Linked DNA regions of Gossypium hirsutum: region 2 is linked to region 1. A link is a contact called in public Hi-C data. All regions are on one chromosome and are shown on one strand. The core of a region is the stretch at or near the end of the contact, and the rest is flanking DNA. Distances in the headings are between cores, read along the strand shown.

Region 1 (6,036 bases), core at 2,097-4,596:
TTAAACTAGGAAGGCTCAAATCAAAAGAAGAATCCAAAAGGAAATCACTGATGCACTGATAGAGCAAATATCGAATAGAAAAAAATTGTAGTCTTTGTAGATACAATCCCAAAAAATCCCAACCTGAAATTGAAATCCCTTGCTATCTACAGAAAAAAATCATGATGAATCATGCTCATCTACAGAAAGCCTAGGAAAAGAAAAAGAAATAAGAAATTATAAGGTATAGGCGAAATGAATATCAGCTTCAAGATTCTTGAGAGAATCCTTGAACGATTTCCTCATCTCCCATGTCTCACTTTTTTTTTTGCTAAAAGAATTTGTAACTGATTCAGAGCTTAAAATCTAAAATCCCAACTACCCATTTACCACAAACAACAAATACCAACCTAAAATTGAAATCCCTTGCTATTGAGACAAGCAACCTAAAATCTCTTGCAATAAACAGAAATGCCCATAAAAACCAAATGCAATTTGAAAACAAAAAGCTTACATTTCTAACCTAAATTGCCCTAAAACAATCGGATCAACCAATTGACCAAATTTTTTTTTCGAAAACTCATTTTTTTTTCACAGCTCCCTACTAGTGAATACAAGCAAAGAAGCAAAGAGATGAAATTCTCAGCTTTGGGGAAGCTTTTGACAATTTCGAAGATCGTCGTAGGATGAGAATAACCGAACGGGAATGAGGAGATAGGGCTGGGGGTGTGGTGGCTTGAGGTGTTTGATGAAGGAGAGTGGTAAAGGGTAAGAATGGGAGGTTATGTTTTTTCTTTATTCGGTGGTGGTTGTGTAGTCCTATTCTTTGGGTTTGGTGGGGGATGGGCATTACGGGAGAAGGTGGAATGGGTGATGAATGAGATTTCGTCGAATGAAGGATTCAGTGAATCATAGGGGTGAGCAAAACTCGATTCGACTCGAAAAAATTGAAAAAAATTCGAATTTCGAGTTAAACGAATCGAGTTATTCGAGTTAATCGAGTTATTCGAATCAATTCGAATTTTTTTCGAATTTCGAGTTCAAATCGAGTTGAGTTTTCGAATTCGAATAACTCGAATAATTCGAATAATTCGAGTATCAAACTATAATATTTTACATTTTTACCCTAAACTCCCAAACTTTTTTACTTTTCCCTCAAAACTTTTACTCTTTCCCACTTTCCCCCAAAAACTTTTACTCTCCTCCCCTCCCAACCCCCCAATCTACCCAAAATCCGTTTCCCACCAAAATTTTACTCTTCCATTTACTTTTTCTCAAAATTTTACTCTCAAAAACCCTCAAAACCTTTTATTCTCCCCCAAAATTTTTACTCCCTCCCACTTTTCCCCTAAAACTTTTATTCTCTTCCCATCCCACCTCCCATCTACCCCAAACCCTCCCCCTTCCAATTTTTTTTAATATTTTCCCTCCAAAATTTTACTCCCCCTATTTACTTTCCCTCAAACTTTTATTCCCCAAAACTTTTTATTTTCCCCCTAAACTTTTACTTCTCACCCTTTACTCTCAAATAAAAAATCAAAATTATCCAAAAAAATCACTAAACATAAATAGTACTAATTTTATTTATATATACTATTTATATTATTAAATTAAATTTCATATTTTATATTATTTATATTATTGAATTGTTTAGTCATATTGAATATTTATATTAAAATTGAATTCTTAATTATGCCATAAAATATTCGTGTTAAAATTTTATATTGGTAACAATTTCACATTTTATTTTTAAAATAACTTTTATTAAAAAATCATTTTTTTATATTTAATATATTTTTTAATTCCAAAATACATAGTGACAAGAATCTGATGATAATTGAAACAACTAAGCAAACAAATAAGCTAACTAGTATATAAAAAATTAATAAATAAATTATGAGGTGATGAAAGTTAATAAAAAATTTGATTAAGGTGGACAAATTTTATTACGATGGGTGACAGTGGTTACAAGGACCTAAATTATTTTTTAAATTTTAATTCGAACAAATATATTCGATTCGATTCGATTCGATTCGAATTCCATCTCACTCGACTCGATTCGAGAAAACTTCAAATAAAGTTAGGATGATAAAATGAGATTTGAAAACTCGATTAACTTGAAAATTTTCGATTCGATTCGATTCGATTCGATCAAATGCTCACCCCTAGTGAATCAAACTAATGAATAATTGTTTATCACCGAATCAGCCAGGAATCGTTTGTCCTATTCTTTGGGTTTGGTGGGGAATGGCCATTACGGGAGAAGGTGGAATGGGTAATGAATGAGATTTCGTAGAATGAAGGATTCAATGAATCAAACTAATGAATAACTGTTTATCACCAAATCAGCCAGGAATCGTTTGGTTATTCATGTCAACCAAACATGGTGTTAATTACTTGGAATTATAGTTGGATTTGGAGGAACTTGTTACAAATGCATGATGTTGCAAAAAAAAATTGTGTTTTAGAATTGTGTTGTTTGGAGGTTCCCTAGTGACAAATATATAGTGGCTAAATTTTGAGGAGAAAATATGAGTATGTTAAGAACATGTGGAATGGGACAAAATTGGTTTTGTGGTTCTCAGTTCATATTTGAAAGCATTCATTTCATAATTTGGATGGTCATTCGTGACAGACTACATACCAAAGGCACACATTAATGAAATTTGTCATGTGGAACAAGAAACCAAAAGCCACATTTTCTTTGGGTGTCCTTTTCTAAGGAGATATGAAATGAAGTATTACTCCTATCCTATGCCACATTGGAAGAGAAGTGGGAAACTAGCAGCACGAGCTTGTATAAGATGTAACTAGATTGAAAGGAAAGGCGTTACTTCAAGACTAACATGAAATGCATATGAAAAGAGCAAAACAAGGTACCTGGTAGCTTGTATAGGATATTTGCGAGCTGTTGGTCCAAAGTTGGGAGATTAAGTTGTAAGCAAATAGGGCAACTGATATCTTGTCTAGATCAACCAAGAAGAACCCCATTGGTTTTTACTCTCAGTCAGGAAATGGTTTTGGTTCTACTACAAGAGAGCTTAGGGATAGACATTAACTGTACTGGTTAATTCCTTGGGTTTCTCCCACCTTCTTTCATTTTTACCAAAAAAAAAAAAGAAAAGAAAAGCACGAAATAGCAGCTGCTTTTAATCAACATTTTTTACGAAAAAAAATATAATTGAAAGAATTAAGAAAGGCCACAATGACAACTGCTGGGTGCAGAATATAATTAATAATTTAATACTTCCAATACTGACGCAACCAATCAAAAATTATTAAATTTATTTTTCAGTCTCCACTAATTGGTTGCAATACTATTTTCTTTTGTATTTTTAATTTAGAGCAGCTGAATTGTCTGGTCTGATCCTATAATTATATTTTTCACTTGGATCTTCTTTTCTAATGAATCTCGGCCGTCCATTTCGACCCTCCTTTATCTACTGAAACTTTTTCTCAGCTCTTTTCTCTTCGCTTTTCTGTGTGCTCAATCAACAATCTCTTCTTCCCTATGCCTTCTCGACCCGATCCTCATCTGACCCGATTCGTTTTATCGCCGGTTGAGTTCCGTTTCGTTTCGGATCCTACCGCCTTTTCTTTTATGAACAAATAAAACAGAGCTCCGAAAAAAAAGTGTTTACTTTCTTATTTCAGATCGATCCATTCTTTTTTGTCCGTTTCGGTTTAAAAACCGTTTTGATTTTAATTTCCCTTTAAAAAAGATTTTTTTAGATGGAGGAAAATGGTAACAAGTTGCACAAAACGATGACGTCACAACCCGGTATGTCCGATGTCGTATTAGGCTGCGTGATGCCGTACATCGACGACCCGAAAGACCGCGACGCCGTATCTCTAGTTTGCAGGCGGTGGTACGAGCTCGACGCGCTGACTCGTAAGCACATAACGATCGCGCTTTGTTACACGACGAGTCCCGATCGGTTGAGGCGACGGTTCCGTCACTTGGAATCCTTGAAATTGAAAGGGAAGCCTCGGGCGGCGATGTTTAATTTGATACCTGAAGATTGGGGTGGGTACGTTACACCGTGGGTGAATGAAATAGCGGAGAATTTCAATTGCTTGAAAGCCGTCCATTTCAGAAGAATGATTGTTAAAGATTCGGATCTGGAAGTTTTGGCTAGGTCTAGAGGGAAGGTTTTGCAGGTTTTGAAGCTTGATAAATGCTCTGGTTTTTCTACTGATGGTCTCTTGCACGTTGGCCGTTTGTGCCGGTAACTTTTTCTTCCTTTCTTAATTCTTGTGCAACTATGGGTTCTTGTTTCTTTGTGAAATTAGTCAAGCTTAGGCTTAAGCCCGATGAAATTCGTTCTTTAATTCATTGTTGAAAGTTCTTTTAGTTGGAGCATCTGCTGAAAATGATCAAATATGGATTGAACTCAGTGGAATCGAGTAAAGAGGACTGATTTAGTAACTTCCAACTACTTGGGGGTTAAACCTTATCTTAGTTTACTTGAGTTTGGTTGAGTTGAATTGTAGGAATATTTCGATTTGTGTTTATTGGAAGTGGTTATGTTTAATGAAACATGTATTCAATCCCAATTACTTCTATTTGTAACTGTTTAGTTCAAGCGTTTGAAGTCGAGGAAAATCTTTCTTCTCCTCAGCCTGTAAGCATCGCATTTATAGATGTGGTTGTTACTGCGTTTGTTTGAATGTGGAACTGATGGAAAATCAATCTGAACGATGAAACATTTTGATTGCATATGTGGGAAAGTTCCATGACACTGTATGCGGTCATTTGAATCCCGAATCTTTAGGAGTGACTGGTCTAGTCAGGGAAGAAGCAACTGTGGAAAATTTGGTTTTGTTTGTAGTGCATGATTGTGTAGTGTTGGTACATTTTACGATTGTAGAACCAATGGAAAATAGGTATGAATGATGAAACATCCTGATTGCATATGTGCGAAAGTTGCATGAAACTGTATGGGGTCTACGTGATTTCTTGGCCTTCAGGAGTTAGTGACTAGTCAAGTCAGGGGAGGAGCATAGGTGAAAGTTTGGTTTTGTTTTGTACTGCTTGTAGTTGCATAGGACCATTGCGATGCCATGTCATGAAGCTTTCTGAGGTTGTAGTAAGGCACTCTAGTATGAATGACAGGATACCGATAACAATACCTGTGCTTTTACTTGATTGATCCATTAATGTTTCATTTTCTTTCAAACAACTGTTTTGATAGCAATTGCCTTTGGACATAGGTCATGTGATATACTTCCATATATTTAGTAAATTGATTTTCCTCTCTGTGAATATACCCGACAAAGTTTTTTCTTCACATTGGAAATAGAATGTTTTATGGACTAAAGGTTAAGTTGCTATAGCTTTTTATATTGTTAATGCTTTGCTTGTGCTTGCCCAGTATAACTTTTCATGCTTAATGGCATTATACATATTATTTTTCACAATCTATGGTTATAGATCAATGATCTCCGTTTCGGAGTAATGGTGTTAGACTTTGTTAACTGGTGCCTTTTAAATCCTTGTTATGACATCCTTTATATATCTCCTCAGGCAATTAAGAACCTTGTTCTTGGAAGAGAGCGCAATTATTGAGAAAGATGGTCAATGGCTTCATGAGCTTGCAGTAAATAACTCAGTTCTCATGAATTTAAACTTTTACATGACAGATCTTATGAAAGTGAGTTGTGAAGACCTTGAATTCATTGCTCAAAATTGTCGTAATTTGGCCTCTGTGAAAATTAGCGATTGTGAAATTTTGGATCTTGTCGGTTTCTTTCATGCTGCTCCTGTTTTAGAAGAATTTTGTGGTGGTTTGTTCAATGAGCAACCAGAAAGGTATGCTGCTGTATCATTTCCTCCGAGGTTATGCCGTTTGGGTTTAACATACATGGGGAAAAATGAAATGCCCATTGTGTTTCCTTTTGCATCATTGCTTAAAAAGTTGGATCTCCTTTATGCATTTTTGGACACAGAAGACCACTGCTTGTTAATCCAAAGGTGCCCCAACTTAGAAGTTCTTGAGGTAGAATTACAAAACCATTTTCTTAATTATTTTTCTGCACTGCTTTCTTGGAATTGCA
Region 2 (6,036 bases), core at 1,511-4,010, 290 kb before region 1:
ATTTTTTAACATGTCAATAGTAGAATGATCCACATGAACTACCACATGTATAATAGTTGCTAGTTCGTCCACCATTAATTATCATGTCGATAGATTAAACGGTTATCGTTTGTTAATTTATTTATTTCACCATGATTCTTGAGTGCAAAAATCAGAGGGAGGTAGTTTTTTTTAGGGTAAACTACTCTCATAAGGGGAAATAATTGTATGAAACAAGGACACCACGTCATCTGTATCCTTTCTAATAGTTTAATGCCACATTAACATTTTGATCCTAAATTTTAGCATTTTCATCCTAAAAAAAAATCAAATTCAAATGAATATCTTGAAATTCAAAATGAAATTGCTGATGTGGCATTATACTATGGGAAAGTGATAATATCCCTATTTCATACAATCCTATCTCCACTAGTAGATAGCCAACTATTAATATTTTTTTGTTAGTCAACTATGAAATGTTATAAAATGATCACTTGATTATTAGTAAAATTTGTTGGTTATCTAATTATGAAAAGTTACAAAATGATCACTCAACTATTCAATTTTGTCTTTTTAATCACCAATTAGCTAATGGTGACAACTTTTAAAATTGACATAATAGCAACTTTAACCCTCATCATTTATAAATTATATCAATTTAGTCTCGATTCTAAAAAAAATTAACCCTAAACTTTTACACGTTCTGTAATTTTTTTTGCAATTTTGTTTTTCTTTGTGACATTGAGTGTTAATTTTAAAAGAATGAGAAAAGATGAAAATTACTATCTAGGATTTTGGGTATTTCCATTTTTGTATATTTTCAAACAAATTTATCTTTAGCTAATAAATTTGTTTTTTAAGCTTTCTAGGTGAAAGAGTCACAAAGAAAAAACAAAATTGCAAAAAAGATCAAATTACACAATGCGTAAAATGTTGAGGGTTAGATATTTTAAAATCAAGACTAAATTGACACAATATATAAATGTTGAGGTTAAAGTTGCTATTATGTCAATTTTAAAAGCTGCCACTGTTAACCTATTGATATAGGGATGGCGTTGAGCTAGGTGAAAGCGAATATTGCTAAATCCACCACTGCTCTTCAGTTGGCATGTTTTGCTTTATCACTCACCCCGCTCCATTATGGATGCGCAATTTTGAAAATCATTACCACCTCCATGGATGTTAGATGCATCCATCCCCACTCCGCCCTGTTTCAATTTAATTTTTGCTACTTATCTTTAATATTTTCAATCTTTTCAAAGTCAAGTAAATATTTAAACATAATTCTTCAAAAATATTTAAACATAATATATATATGGATTTTTATATATTATGTTATTACATTTTTACCTTTTTAATAATTTATATATATAAAGACAAAATGATAATTTTATATAGTGGAGTAGGTCGGGGTGGGACAAGCAATTATCATAATCGCTTTATACCCACCTTTCAAAAGAAAAAGTCTCCTCGCCTCGCCCCGCATTCACTTTTCAAAAGAAATAATTTGCTCAATTCAGAATGAATTGATTCGAAATTCATTGTACGATTCGAGTTTTGCCATCCCTACGCTGGTGACCAGAAAAGATAAAATTGAATAGTTAGGTGACTCTTTTATAACTTTTCATAATTGAATGACAAAAAAATATTTATAATTGAGTAATCATTTTGTAATATTCATAGTTGGATAATAAAAAATGGGGTTTTTTTTATCAAAATAATATAAAATAATTAAATAAATACTGAAATGGGATAAACATAATAATATTTACGAATATAAGCAGGAGCTACAGTAAAAAATCAGTGCCGCCTGACCAATTGGCGACACCCCTCTCCTCAGCCATCGGTCACATTAGGTTTAAATTTTTTTATGGGTGCTGCCTGGTCAATCGGCAGCATCAGACTGAAATGTGATGAAAAGCTTTAAGGGTGCTACTTGACAGCTTGGCAGCACTAAACTTCAAAAGGGTAAATTGCTTAATTACCCCTTCTTATTTATTTTATTTTATTTCCCTTCCATACCAAAAATAAAGAGGCCTATTACCAATTAGTTCACAAAGTTTTTTTTTACTAAAAAGCATTTTAAAAAAAAATCGATTTAAACTGAAAATAAATTTTATTTATTTATCGAAAAATATTTTTTTCAAAATATTTTTTCTAGTTTGAATAATTTTTCGAAAAATAATTTTACAAAAAAGTATTTGAACAAAAGATTTAGTTTTTAAAAAATAAATAAAATTTATTTCCAGTCTGAAATTCGCTTTTTTACAAAAATACGTTTTAGTAAAAAAATATTTTGGACTAATTGGTAAGAGGCCTCTCTATTTTTTTTTGTGTTGAAGGGAAACAAAAAGAAATAATAAATAAGAAGGGTTTATGAAGTAATTTACCCTATTTGAAGTTTAGTGCCCTAAACTATCTGAAGGCTTTTCAATCAAAATGGTAATTTTGCATATCAGATCCCTAAATATTTTAAGTCATTATATTTTAGTCTAGTACCGTCGATTGACCAGGTGACACCGGTTTTTTACTGTAGCTTCTATCTAGATTTGTAAGTATTTATTTAATTATTTTATATTATTTAAGTAAAAAATCCTAAAAAGAAATTTAGAGTGACTAAGGTTTTGTTTTCAAGCATTACCAAGCAGGTAAGCTACTATTCAGATATTCATCAAATATCTAAGTAGCCTCTCAAAATTGAGATTCCTCAACAACAGCACCACTCAAAATAGTACACGCAATTTCACTATACACGTGTCTCAATACAACTGGTGCAATAGGTTTCGCCTTTCAATAATCGGATCTCCCAGAAATATCGTTCTCTCGCAGTAACTCCTTCGATGCAACGAGCAACAGCAAAACGGATAAGACTCCAAAATAACATAAAAAAAAAACTCCAATCTCTCTTTTAAAAATCTGCGAAGCAAAATTTTCATAAAGTATTGAATTTTTTTTCCAATGGAATTTGATCTTCAATTGAATTAAATTTACGTCTTTTGAGGAATTTGGATTTCATTTCTTTTAGAAAAAATAAAAAAATGAATTTAGCAGCAAGTTTCCGCGGGAACTTTGGTGTCTTATCTCAATGTAGCTCTTGCTGCGATCTTCGGTTTCAGCCATTGTTGTCGTCTTCGAGCTTTGCTAAGTCGCAACGGTGTCGTTTAAGGAGCTTGAATTTTTCTCGCGTCCCTAGGTAGTTTTTTTTCTCATTATTTTTTTAAAAATATTCTGCTAAAGAAGAAAGCTTATGAACTAATTCTTTATTCCTCTTATAGATTTTTCAGGAAAAGAGAGATGTTTTGTAGAGTGACTGAAACAGAAACTGGACCAGATAGTAATAATGATGTGGTAATTATTTTATTACTCAATTAGTTCGGACTTCTAAAAAAAATTCCTTTTTTTTATTTTCTTTTCTATGTTGATACAAATTTGGAATTATTGCATTTTTCATTAATGAATCTATCAAGAAGTTATGAGCTACTTTGTGAATGCACTCAACATGTGGTATTTTTGCAATTTTGGATCCAGCAGTTAGCTCAAGATGGTTTATTTTTAGATGAAAAGGGAAATGTTCTTTGATGTTCGATGTTGAATGTCTGTAGGAGGAAGATAAGCATGAAAGTGGAGAAAAGCCGGCAACAACTGATTCTGTAGAGGAAAAAGATTCCCAGATTGATTTGCAGCCCATAAATGTTCAACAAATAAACAATAATGATGCAGAAACTACAGCTCAAGGTGCTGTGCAGGTACTAAATTTCTATTCTGTAGTAGTATCCTTATAGTGACAGAATAGGGCAATAGGCAAGCCCCTACATTACTTGGTTCTCAATTAGAGATGGTATTTGTCTCGTGTTTTAAGGTAGTATATATTTATATAAATTTTAATATGCTAATATTTCATATTATATAAAATCTGAATGTTCTTGCATTTGTGTAATTTTTTTTCGTGTTCTTCTTGCTCATGTCTGTATAATCCATCATGTCCAAAGTTGCCAGGTTTGTTCTCAATGCAAGATCGTGCTACTGTGCTTTTTGCAGGCCACTTTGTTAGATTTCATGTTCATCTCCTTAAATTCGTAACTTTTGGTGATTTTTAATCCCGTTTCTCTATTTTGATAGAAATGTTTTTGTCCAATTGAAAGCTAGATGGTAGTTTAGCTATAGCTATAACTAGCATTATGTTCGAATATTGGTATGGGAGTATGAACCTCCTCAAATATATGGAAAACTTAGAAATTTGGGCATACGCATCCGACACTGACCTTGAGTCCAAGCAAGCTCCTGCCATACCTACAATTTGAAGTATTTTAGTACATGAATTCACATTCAGCTGCCATTTTGTAATCTGCAAAACATTAATCATAGCTTGCTCAACCTTTATCACATCAGGATTGTGTTTGATACAGGAGGATGACGCTATTGAAGTTACTAGTGGATCGCCTCTGCCAAGTGTGAAGGTGATCATGATGCTGTATCACTTCCTAGGCTGGAATTTACAAGAGAGATCTTCTTTTCCTGCTTCTTTTACATCTTCCCTTGTTTCCTGAACAGCCACAACAACTGGATGAATCAATGAGGATTCCAAAGGAAATCATTGACATTCTTAAGGATCAAGTATTTGCATTTGATACGTTCTTTGTAACGAGCCAGGAACCTTATGAGGTGTGTTAGTTATTTTGATAGTTCTAGGCTTCCTTGATCCTTTTTTTCCTTTTCTTTCAAACATGTATCAGAAGATTCTTAAGGGGCTGAAATCAACTAAAATTGCCTCTGCAACTTGAATTCATAACATATCCATGGAGATAATAATATTTACGTGGTTATAGATTGAACTTCTCCTTCAATAGGTGTTATATTGTCCTTGAGAATAAGATAGCAGAAAACTGTTAGCAATTTTATTTTTGTTTCTTATTTATGTTCTTTTTTTGCGTGATATTTGATAGGGTGGAGTATTGTTCAAAGGAAATCTTCGGGGACAAGCTGCTAGAAGTTATGAAAAGATATCTACTAGGATGCAGGTATGTTTACTCTGCTTGTTCCATTGTACTATTGTGGAGGTTAATGGCTGATTCTTTATTTAATTTCTTCTAAATGAATATACAGAACAAATTTGACGATGAATATAAGCTTTTCCTTCTTATCAATCCAGAAGATGACAAACCAGTGGCAGTTGTTGTCCCGAAAACAACTTTGCAACCCGAGACAACTGGTACTTGGCTATGCTATTATGTTATTCAAAAGTTTAATGTCATCCATGTCATACACCAAAGCCATTGCCATTAAGACTAAAGTATCCTTTTTGCAGCTGTCCCTGAGTGGTTGGCAGCTGGGGCTTTTGGTCTGTTTACAGTGTTTACCTTACTTCTTCGGAATGTGCCTGCATTGCAGTCCAACTTATTGTATGATTTTCTATTACTTTCATTCTGACAACTTAATCAAAATATTAACTGTGGCTTATTCCTGTCATCATAACCAAATCATAAGCAAGACAAAAATGCTACTATTTAGGCTGTTTTCCCTTCTGAGGATCATGTTTTGAGAATTGTACCAAGCTCATAAATACTTATTTGATCGATCACTCAGTTTGAGTATTTTAAGATGGTAAATAATACATTAGCCTTGTCACTTTAGTTTATTCCTTTCGGAAAATATCTGTCCTAGGTTTCTTGACAAAGATTCCTCTCTCTCTCTCTCTTGCAAGGACTCGTTTCTATCATCGTTATTTTTCTCTTGGTTCTTGGAAGTTTAAGTTGATTGTTTCTGATTTTTTCTTTGTTTCCCCTTTCTTAGAATTAGGAGAATTTTCCATCAGATCATTCAGTTTGTCTTATTGCATTACTGCGAATGATTTTGTTAATGGTCCAGATCAACATTTGACAACCTCAACTTGTTATCGAATGGTCTACCTGGAGCCTTTGTTACTGCACTTCTTCTGGGGGTACATGAATTGGGCCACATCTTAGTAGCAAAGAGCACAGGAGTTAAGCTTGGTGTTCCTTTCTTTGTTCCAAGTTGGCAGGTGATATATATAATTCTTTTCATTAATCCTTTGTTTCG

Evidence for each region. A called contact is a pair of places that touch in the nucleus more often than the background predicts.
Region 2: a contact with region 1 is called in a Hi-C map of leaf, with 2.5 times the contacts expected there. The contact joins the promoter of LOC107956289 here to the promoter of LOC107955160 in region 1. A contact is called at or near these places in 3 of 34 Hi-C or Micro-C datasets (all in leaf).

What each region holds. Positions count from the first base shown.
Region 1 is chrD04:12,827,106-12,833,141 of Gossypium_hirsutum_v2.1, reverse strand. It overlaps LOC107955160 (coronatine-insensitive protein 1), which reads left to right and starts at 3,346. Exons shown (of 3, transcript XM_016890889.2): 1 at 3,346-4,208; 2 at 5,507-5,978. The coding sequence starts at 3,712.
Region 2 is chrD04:13,120,608-13,126,643 of Gossypium_hirsutum_v2.1, reverse strand. It overlaps LOC107956289 (probable zinc metalloprotease EGY2, chloroplastic), which reads left to right and starts at 2,760. Exons shown (of 12, transcript XM_041092006.1): 1 at 2,760-3,172; 2 at 3,255-3,327; 3 at 3,582-3,725; 4 at 4,386-4,436; 5 at 4,531-4,641; 6 at 4,923-4,997; 7 at 5,083-5,188; 8 at 5,285-5,378; 9 at 5,845-5,998. The coding sequence starts at 3,018.